Regions from separate parts of the Rattus norvegicus genome. Here region 1 is linked to region 2. A link is a contact called in public Hi-C data. All regions are on one chromosome and are shown on one strand. The core of a region is the stretch at or near the end of the contact, and the rest is flanking DNA. Distances in the headings are between cores, read along the strand shown.

What was found. A called contact is a pair of places that touch in the nucleus more often than the background predicts.
Region 1: a Hi-C map of Schwann cells shows a contact between it and region 2, with 2.1 times the contacts expected there. The contact joins the enhancer-like site here to the promoter of Kcnn3 in region 2. A contact is called at or near these places in 7 of 12 Hi-C or Micro-C datasets (the Rat2 cell line, Schwann cells, hepatocytes and 3 more).

The regions. Positions count from the first base shown.
Region 1 is chr2:177,322,649-177,328,030 of GRCr8, forward strand. All of the region lies in intron 3 of Kcnn3 (potassium calcium-activated channel subfamily N member 3), which reads left to right. Among named protein-coding and RNA genes, the nearest start is that of Kcnn3, 91 kb to the left of the region's middle. Within about 2 kb of position 3,948, at least 23 of the 93 cell types and tissues checked have an H3K27ac peak or open chromatin away from gene starts, as enhancers often do. A contact at or near this core is called in Schwann cells, where this site is marked.
Region 2 is chr2:177,232,468-177,237,715 of GRCr8, forward strand. It overlaps Kcnn3 (potassium calcium-activated channel subfamily N member 3), which reads left to right and starts at 1,873. Exons shown (of 8, transcript NM_019315.3): 1 at 1,873-3,100. The coding sequence starts at 2,168.

The sequences.
Region 1 (5,382 bases), core at 2,698-5,197, 92 kb after region 2:
ATTTATTTACAAGATTCTGTATGTCCTCCTCCTGGAGATTAATGTTGCTGGCAAACGTTTAAAGGGCTCTGATAAGCCCTGCAGTAATGAAGCCTATTTGTTTTTGCTTTGTTCAAATTTCCTCATGTAATTATTTTGCCCACACATTGTTTTTTTTTTTTTTTTGAAAATCACACGCCTCTGGTAATATGTCTCTGTGCAAGTTTTGGTCCACTGACTAACAGTATCAGCATCAATGGGAGACTTGTTAGAGCGCAGGGCTTAACCCCAGAATTACTGAAGCAGCAGTGGCATTTCAGCAACGTCTCGCTGTGATTCATGTGCACTTTAAAGTTGGAGGCTCACTGTGCTGGTGAGACAGACTGAGACTTTAGGGGGCTGGGCGGTGACTCAGAGGACCACTGATGGCCTCCCAGAGACCGAGGGCTCTGCCATGACCTCTCTCAGAGCATTCACACTCTCGGTTCCCCTTTAGTATGATACTATCTCCCCACTTTACCCCTGGTGTCCTGTTGGTGACACTTGTCCTTTTCAAGTTGACTGTGTCTCATTCTAGTCAGATTTCATGTGTAGAGCCAGCCTGAGAAGCTGTGGTTTCCTCTTTTTAAAGTAAGCGTCACCTGAAATAAAAAGAAAAAAAAAAGCCACAGTCTTGAGGTAGAGAGCCTCGGTGTGGGATGGCACAGAGAAAAAGCCATGCTGCTTATGCAGATCCTGGTAGCTGTTCTTAATACATCAGCACTTACGATTTGACTGTCAGATCCCCCATATACCCATCTCTGGGCGGAGATAAAACAAGGCAGAGAGAATTCGAGCAGAGAGCTGGCTTAATAGTTAGCACAGGGGAGCCATAAGTGAGATTTCCCCGATGGCTTTGGGGTAGTCAGCCAGTACGTATGGCTTTCTGATTTCACACACAGGCATCATGCTGCCAGAACATGGCCCTTACATGAGAGTAGCAGCCTCTGAGAGCCAAGCTGTGACTGTCATTCCCTAATAGGGGATGGCGAGCCCAAAGTCACACCACCTGGCCATTTAGAGCCTCACCACAGCTCAGCAGCTAAGTTTCTTTTCCAAGCAGGGATCCACACCAAACAGCTCTTCACAAACCTTCTCAGGCGAATACTTTCCTGTGACAGAGAAAGTGGTGCTTTACTTCCAATCCCCAACTCCTCATGGAACTGTTCTGCTGTTTGTCTGAGGCAGGGTAGTCCAGGCTGGTTGTGAACTTGCGATCCCTCTGTCCTGTTTCCACTTTCCCTCCTCCTGCCTCACCATGCCGGGATGGCGGTGTGCACCACCATGCTGGCTGCCTTGTGAGACTCTCTGCTGAGGAGTACCCGTCAGTCCGCCTTCCTGGGCTTCAATAGTGAATGAAGGATAATGATAAGTGCTTTGCAGGATTCGCCATTAGAGCAAAGCCATCCTTGCAAACTGTACCTTGCCATGCATTGTGCAATCCCCAGACACAGATCTTTGTGGTCGCCTTTTTTAATAACCAGAGTAGACAGACTCTTACCAAATGTCCACTGATACTCACCCTGTTTTATGTCTAACCATCAGAAGCCAACGTTTCCAACAGTGGCGATTGAATTTGTGTAGCCCTTTGGGGCACTTGAGCTTGTCTGTTTGAAATACATGTATTTAATGAATACTTGTCGGGCATGCATTTCAAATGGACAAGCTGGCTAAACATACAACCAGAGGCCTGCAAGTGAGCTTCATTGTTTATTGAAACTGTCCTAAGTATGGTGACTTATTAATTCATTTCTGAAGAATACCACATTTTGAAGGTCCTTGTTTTCAGAAGTCTTCGGATCTTAGTTGATACTGAACACCCTTTAAAACTTCCAAGTCCAGGCTGGACTTATCTGGTTAGATTTGCATTAAGTTAGTGTGCACTAAGCTGCATTAGGCTGTGTTAGCCCAGGTTAGACAAGATTAGCCCTGGTTTGCCTGTGTTGCTACAGAATCCCCAGCTGTTCTCTTTGCAAACATGACTTATGAGCTTCCGCTGAACATCAGGAAACAAAGAAAGCCAGAGCCGCCCACAGTCTGCCTTCTAGGGAAAAGGCTTTGTGACCACAGGCTCAGGCACGGCTTAGGCACACGTGGTGCTGAGCACAGGAACATGGCCTGGCTCCCGCTTCTCACTCTGTTCTGGTTCATATCTCATGTTTCATGCTATCCCAGTCTAACCCAACAGCAGACTCAAGGAAGCCGACTGCCCTCACGTAAGAGCTGGCTGCTGGAAAGTAAGTAGTTTGAGGTCACAGGGCTCCTAAGTGAGCAGTCAGAATATAAGCATGAGTTCAATACCAAACTTCAAATTTCTCTTGTTAACCCAGGCTGGATCCTGCAGGGACAGGAAATTGTGCTCTAGACTGCCATAGCCATGTCCCCAGTCTGAGGTCTGAGGGCTACTGTGGTGACATAAGAATGCCAGACTTGTCGTTTGGTCTCCTCTGATGTCCATGTCTTCGATCGCTTTGCCATGCTGTTTCCAGGGCTGAGTTTATGTTCAATGAAGTCTTTATTCGTGTGCATACATGTGTATACATACATGTATGTTTGCTCACGTGTGTATGCTCCTGTGTACCTGTGTGGGTGCACATGCACATTTGTGTGTGCATGTGTGTGTACAGTGGATGTTACGTGCACTTACTCTGCCCTGTTGACTGGAACACCAATCGTCTCCACTTGGTATTGTGCTGGCTGTGAAAAGGCCACCTCTCAAGGGAGCTGCCTGACTCAGGGCCACGCCCCTTACTCAGAGGTGGCAGGAACCCACTGATAGAGTTTAAAGGCCCCTTTTCCTGCTAGAGCAGTAGTTTTCACCTACAGTAGTGGGTTTGAACGACCCGTTCACAGAGGTTTGCCCAAGACATCTGCATATCAGATATTTATGTTTCAATTCATAACAGTACCAAAATTATAGTTATGAAGCAGCAGTGGAATAGTTTTGTGGTTGGGGGGGTCACCACGACATGAGGAACTCTGTTAAAAGGTCACAGCATTAGGAAGGCGGAGAAGCACTGTCCTAAGGGATACCGGTCTAGGGTCATCAGACTCCAGGGGTCCCTAAGAAGTCACCGGAGGTTTCGGTTACCACTGTGCCACACCTAGCCTGTGCCCCGCTTCCTATGCTGATCATGAGAGCCTCCCCACATGCAACATTTCTGTCCTCCGATCTCTTGGTCTTTGACTCTGGCCCAGAATCTGACCTATAGGACTGTGAGATATGTACAGAACTCAGGCACGCAGGCAAAGCTCTTCCCTTGCCGTGGCCAGCTAGTTTCTTTTAGATCTGAAGGTGACCCTATGCTTTCCAAGGTCAAATAGGCATGACTGGCAGAGACACTGAGACAAGGGTTGTACTGGGGGACTGAAGGGTTGAGCCAGGGTGGGAGGAGGATATGACAAGATGACCTCGATCTCTCTCAGTTTGATCGGATGATGGCTCTGTCACCTTTGGTGTTAGAGGAGGTGGCTTGTCAATGGCATTACACACCATGACAGGTTCTAGAACCTGCTCTGGCTGCTGTTGCCCTGGTCAGGGTTTACACATGGCTCAGGTGGCCTCCATCAGCTGGACCTGTCTCTAGCTGTATGCACACACTTCTGAGGTTGCTATGGAAATTCTCTTTAGCAAGATGTGCTTTAGAAGTCATTTCTTCTATCTGGGGTTGGCTTTTATGGGACAATAAATGTTTTTACATCTCCTCCTGCCAAGGACAGACGGGAGTTAATAATGGCACAGAGGAGCCCTATGTTGGGAGAGCAACCCCTGGTTGCCAGGAGGGCAGCAGCAACATCGGCAGCTTGTTTTGCTGGGACCCCAGAGATGCATTACATCACTGCCTCCGGACGGAGCCTGACAGTTGCCGCACTCAGCATTCTCCAGGATTCTCTTGGCTGCGTGCCCACCTCCCACAGGCCTCCCAGGGCCACCCCAGGAACCTCCTCATTAAACACTGTCAAATGCCAAGCTGCAGTGGAAGGGGAACAGTGGAGGCCCCAGGTCCCAGTGTGCCAGGCCTGGGAAGGTAGCTTTCCCTGCACTCTGTGAACGAAGTTCTCGCTGCCTACTTACAAGTCTTTATCTCCTCAGAAGAGGCAGAGAGGCCTCCACAGCACTGACAAACATGGGCTGAGTCTTGCTTTGCAAGCAAACCTTCTCCAACCTCTTATCCGGCTGGGCCCTTTTGAATTCTTCCCCACCAGGGCTCCACAGGCTGTACACAGGCTGCCTGTCTTAGGGTCTCAGGCCTTGTCAGCAGGTGTTTGGTTTTGACTGTGTGAATTTTAATTTTTTTATGCAGGTATTTTAATGAGGAATTTAAATTTAAAGATCTTGCCTGTAGAACCAGAGAGAACCAGGACATTCTCGGGTTGGGGTTATAGCTCAGGGGAGAATACTTGACTAGCAAGAAGGAGACCCTGGGTTGATTCTCAGAACTGTGGCTGGAAAGCAGGAGGGGGATGAGGAAGAGGAGGAAGAAGAGGAGAAAGAAGGACCAAATTACATTCTTTTTTGTTGTTGTAGGTTTTTGTTTGTCTGGCTTGTTGGTTGGCTTTTGTTTTTCAAGGCAGAGTTTCTTTGTGTAGCCCTGACTGTCCTGGAACTCACTCTGTAGACCAGACTGGTCTCAAACTTAGAGATCCCCCTGCCTCTGCCTCCCAAGTGCTGGGATTAAAGGCATAAGGCACCAATGCCCAGCTCTAACCCATATTATTGTTCTCTGTTGGTGATTGGTGAAGCTCTGAGGCAGAAGCAGGAAGAAACAGAGGGCCGTGGCCATGGCTGTGACTTAAAGAAAGCAGTGTGGAGCTTGTCTACAGGATGCGGCTCACAGAGGAAGCCCCCATGCTGAGCTGAAGAGAGCTTAGCCGAAAAGGGCTTGAGGAATGGGGCTTGGGACTGTGGTTGTGGGGACCTTTGGTGAGGCACAAACTCCACTGTGGACCTTCCACAAAGATAGGTGGAAACTATGTGAAAATGGTAAGCGCTTCTAGACATAGCTATTTTATCTAAGATAATTTGAGTTAAGCCTGTATTTAATATACAGGTGTTCAACACACACACACACACACACACACACACACACACACACACACACACAGGAGGGTGATATATGCTAAAATTTTTTTTTACTCTTGGAAGTCTGTGTTTGTAAACGTTTGTGAATGACTGACTGAGAGAATCGGATGATGGATCAGGAAGGAGCCTACGCCTTGCGGGGAGCTCACCTCTAGTCCTACCTCTAGCTGGAGAAATGAGAAGAAACCAGTCAAGGTGGTCCTGCTCCCCAGTAAGGAAGAGAAAAATTACCCCGAAGATGCCAAAGAACGTTAATTGTGGGATACCTGAAGCAGCCTTGA
Region 2 (5,248 bases), core at 623-3,122:
GTCAGACCGTTGACTCAGGATTGATGGGGGGGGGTGAGGGTGGGGTGGGGAGGAAGGAGGCAGGTGAGAACATGGACTGGTCCTGCTAGGCTTCCTAGAAGATAAGGTAGGGGCTTGGGAGCCTGTCCGATCATGGAAACATGCCCGAGAAACTAGGCTTGCACTAGTGTGTGTGTGTGTATGTGTGTGTGTGTGTGTGTGTGTGTGTGTGTGTGTGTATTCATTCATTGCTCCATCATCCTCCATAGCAATCTTGTGCAAGAGTGAATGTTATCATCAGGTAGATGAGGGTGTGGTTTGTAGTTCACCTCTCAGTTGTCACAGCAGCCTGCAGAGGGGAGGGCTCTGAGCTCATTTGGTGGGAACTCTGTCATGCTCTCTGGCATGGAGATTTGGTGCTCACTGTTCAGGAGAAGTGCTTTGGAAGCACGCTTGGTGTGCACAGGGTAGTGTATGCTCATACCTGTACACATGCATGGCCACACATATGCATCTCTGTGTGTGCCTGGATCTCCTAGCATTTCCATACTCACCTAGGGAAGACACTAGACAGAAGCCTGAGGATGGTGGGAACTGGGAAGTCGACAGTCGACGTCTCCCCCTTAAGACCCCAGGTATGCTTAGAGGAATTTCATAACACTCTCTATAGGCTGTCACAATTAAAAATGGAAATGAATTCATCTCTGGCCTTGTCCCCTTGGAGCTTCTTCTGCACACAGTGAGAGCCTAATAAATACTTTATGAGGAGAGTCTGAACCAGGGAAGCCAGCAGCTGTTTTCAGCTCTGACTCTCAGAGACCCATGGGGCAGGTCAGACATGGAGTCACTGGGATCTCCAGTCTTCCTTACAGAGCCTGAGGTGACTCCAGGCCCAGCTGTTCCGGAAGAGGCTGGATCCAGGTTACTTCACACATCCTGCTTTGGGGAAGTTAGCTCTTCCTTGACGGATTCTCTTTGGCTCTTTCCCATCCATCATGTGAATACTAGCTACTGAAGGACCACTGTGTGTTGATCAGAATGGGGGGAAAGCATCTGGGCAGCGGCAGAGGAGCAGTGGGCTCTGATTGGTCTCTGTTCAAATCCCAGTGCCTTTAATTATAAGTGGAGTGGCAAGAGCTATATTTCTCATCTGCCTGTGAGTGGGCTTCTTTTCTTTTCTCTTTCCTCCTTTTATTTCTTTTTTAGGACGATGACGTCATTCAAAGAGTTGATGTGACGATTGGAAATAACAGAGGCTCCTGTACACAGCGCAGGTGCTCTGACAGTGGTAGGTGAGCTTCTCCCTGGCAGGAGGAGTAGATCCCTTCCGCTTCTGGCGGTCCACATTCAACATTTCCCGGTGTGAATTTTCTTTGTAAAATGCGAGCTCAGTCCCTATTCCCTTGGGCTTTGGAAGGTGTACCTGGAATGCAATGCGTGAAACAACCTGCACAGACACTGGCCATTAATCAACGTTTGTCCTCCGTTCCCGGTTCCCCCAGCATGGTGACAGCTTCCCCTTCAGGATGCTCTCAATCCCTTCCTTCCACCGCCCCAGCGCCAACGTTCATCCCGGATTGCTGTGGGCATCAGTTATCCTGACCATACCTCCAAGAGGAAAGAAGGCAGCTGCTCAGCTCGGGGGCGGAGTGTGGAAGGGTCGGAGTGGTAGTGGTCTTGGAGCAAAAACTACAGTTCCCAGTCCTCGTTGCGCTGCCTCCCGGCGAGGAGCGAAGGATGGCAGGCCCCTTCTTTGAGGCGGAGCCTGATTGGGAGGCGGAGTTAGGAGGGGGTTGGAGAGTTAAGCTAAGCCAATGAAACTGCTGGCTAATAAGTGGGCTTGGCTTGCCATATAACAGTGTCAGGAGGAGGAGAGCGAAGCGATTGAGCCAGCGAGGAGTGAAGCTGAGTCTGCCTCATACACTCCTAGAGGACCGCCTTCAGAATAGAGTTCTTTTCGCCCCTTCCTCCTTCTCCCAGCTCCTCTCCTGGCTTTTCTATCCGCCCAATACAATGCACACTCGAGTGGCAGCCCCAGAGAACTGAAGCAAACCAAAGAGAGAGGACTGGAGCCAAGACACTTCTGGTGGGGAAGCTTGGATGCCTGGCTTTCTTTGAGGTCATCTTTGGAACGAGGGTGGCTTTGGGGTGGAGGGTCGTGCTGCAGGGAACCCAGCCAGGCCCCAAGATGGACACTTCTGGGCACTTCCATGACTCGGGGGTGGGGGATCTGGATGAAGACCCCAAGTGTCCCTGTCCATCTTCTGGGGACGAGCAACAGCAGCAACAGCAACCGCCACCACCGTCAGCGCCACCAGCAGTCCCCCAGCAGCCTCCGGGACCCTTGCTGCAGCCTCAGCCTCCGCAGCTTCAGCAGCAGCAGCAGCAGCAGCAGCAGCAGCAGCAGCAGCAGCAGCAGCAGCAGGCTCCACTGCACCCCCTGCCTCAGCTTGCCCAACTCCAGAGCCAGCTTGTCCATCCTGGTCTGTTGCACTCTTCTCCCACGGCTTTCAGGGCTCCCAATTCAGCCAACTCCACCGCCATCCTCCACCCTTCCTCCAGGCAAGGCAGCCAGCTAAATCTCAATGACCACTTGCTTGGCCACTCTCCAAGTTCCACAGCCACAAGTGGGCCTGGTGGAGGCAGCCGGCACCGGCAGGCCAGCCCCCTGGTGCACCGGCGGGACAGCAATCCCTTCACGGAGATAGCTATGAGCTCCTGCAAATACAGCGGTGGGGTCATGAAGCCCCTCAGCCGCCTCAGCGCCTCTCGGAGAAACCTTATCGAGGCCGAGCCTGAGGGCCAACCCCTCCAGCTCTTCAGTCCCAGCAACCCCCCAGAGATTATCATCTCCTCCAGGGAGGATAACCATGCCCACCAGACTCTGCTCCATCACCCCAACGCTACCCACAACCACCAGCATGCCGGCACCACTGCTGGCAGCACCACCTTCCCCAAAGCCAACAAGCGGAAAAACCAAAACATTGGCTATAAGCTGGGGCACAGGAGGGCCCTGTTTGAAAAGAGAAAGCGACTGAGTGACTATGCTCTGATTTTTGGGATGTTTGGAATTGTTGTTATGGTGATAGAGACCGAACTGTCTTGGGGTTTGTACTCAAAGGTAGGGACGACTGTGGTTTCTCTTTATACATTCAACAAAAGGAGTATGTAGAGGAGAGAGAGAGAGAGAGAGAGAGAGAGAGAGAGAGAGAGAGAGAGAGAGAGAGAGAGAGAGAGATGTATTTCCTTTGCTTAGTTACATGGAACATCCTAACTTCTCATGGTTTTCTTCCTTGGTCCTGTGAGAATTCCTTTCTTGCTTCCCTTTGTGGGGACATCCCCATGCACTGTGTCTAATTTGCAGACTCTGCGTTAGGGAGGATTAAAGAATCCCTTCTGAGAAATCGCTCTTTTCCTCCAGGCTCACTCGTACTAAAGCATAACCCAGCAGCTTAACGCACCAATTAATTACACTCTGCCTTGATGTGTTTGCCAGTTCCTGCTACTTCCCTCCTCGTCTCCCCTCCCTGCTCCACTCCATTTTCCCCAGGATAAAAAAGAAATAAATGTCTGGTTGGGGGTGGGGATCCTGTACCATTCTCCAGCCCCCCCTCAAGTTTCTATTTCCCTTTTCTTCCCAGAGAGACTCCAGGGTAAAATACAGATGCTCCCAGGTCTCTCCCAAGGGCACCGGGTTAAAAATATAGGTGGAGGGAGTCAGCAGTGCTTTCCCTCAGGAAAGAGGACTCAGAATAAACCTGCTGCTGTCTTGTAAACATGGCCTGATAAAAATGGCTACAGGTGTTACCCAGGCAGAGCAGATGGGCACCGCCTTGGCATCGCACGGGGAGCGCTTCTCCTTAGGATGGGATGACAGGGCTTCCCCAGCGGGTCGCGGGAGTCGGCACCCCAGCTCAGCCTTGGTTCTTTCCTCCCACCCCAACTCCTTCTTGGGATAAATAAAGATGAGTGTACATGTGTGCACGCTGGATGGAGAACGGCGGGCACCAGGCACTGTCTTGGGGGGTGAGGGGAGCTCCATTTGCTCTGTCCTTTCAGTCGGAGGAGAGGGCTTCCTTCCCAGAGGGGAAGGAGCTTGAGAAAGGTGGATTTTTGTCAGTGCTGTACTTGCCAGGAAGCTGGATGCTGGAAGGTTTGGAGATGTAGGGAATCGTTGGACAAGCGATTTCCCCTACTATATACCCTTTGGTCCTAGTTTGTTGGTGTTTGCATGTGTATATGTGTACTTGTGTGAGTGTCTTCTTGTTCATTTTGGACAAGGGGTGGCTGGGCTGGCTGGCGGGTAGCTGGGAGGGGCTCAGCTGTTGGAGGTTTCAAATAGAGCCTGTTTCAGGCAGTGCACAGCTGCTGGAGACTGTCACATTCCTTGTGGAGATCTAGTCACAAAAACCTGGGAGGTGCTGATCAGATTTCCCCCATTCCCAGAGTCTTCCTTTAACCTGACATGGGCAGTGCTTCTCGGCAGGCAACCTGCATGGACAGAGCCCAGACTTCCCAGCAGAGAGTCCAGGGACCTGCTGCTTTGCAGGGACTGCCCAAGCCAGAGCACTTGGAAACTGCCTCAGTCTAAATAGCTCCTGGATGAACAGACCTCTCCAGGAGCAGAGTGGGGTTTCCCCTGGAAGCCCAGCTCACTTAGTCATTCCCTGTAATGAGAGCCCGGGAGGCTGCAGGTCCCTCTGTTCTCTGCCTCCCTCAAGCTGCCTCTCTTGCTGTGTGCTTTGCTTAGGAGATGGGCTGGCAACCACCCCCTGGGAATTAGGAATCCTCGTTAGGGGAAATCCGTGGAAGCCCTCATCCCGGAGGTGTGGCATGGCACTAGCATGGTCTCTTCAGTGGTCCCTGTGGTCGCTCTTAAGGAACTGGCTTTTCTAGCACTCAGTGGCTCTGTCCAGCTCTGAATGTGGGATCCTTGATCATTTCTCTGAATGTGCTGGGGGAGGGGGATCACCGGGCAGGGATGACTATCTCCTCTGATGGAGTACTCATGGGAAGAGGCTTTCCCCGGAAGGGAGGCTGTAAGTGTGACTGGGTGAGATCACCCAAGGTGTGTGCTTTCTCTTCTCCCAAGCCGTTGATTCTCTGGTGGTGATGGTACTAAGGGACAGTGGCCAGGAAGCTCCCGCTTGCCTCAGTTTGTGAGGTGACCACTTCCGGTGTACCTTGGGGATGGGATTGGAACAACAAAATGTTTAGTGAGACAAATGTCCCTATCTACCATGGAGGCAAACAGGATCATGTCAAAGAA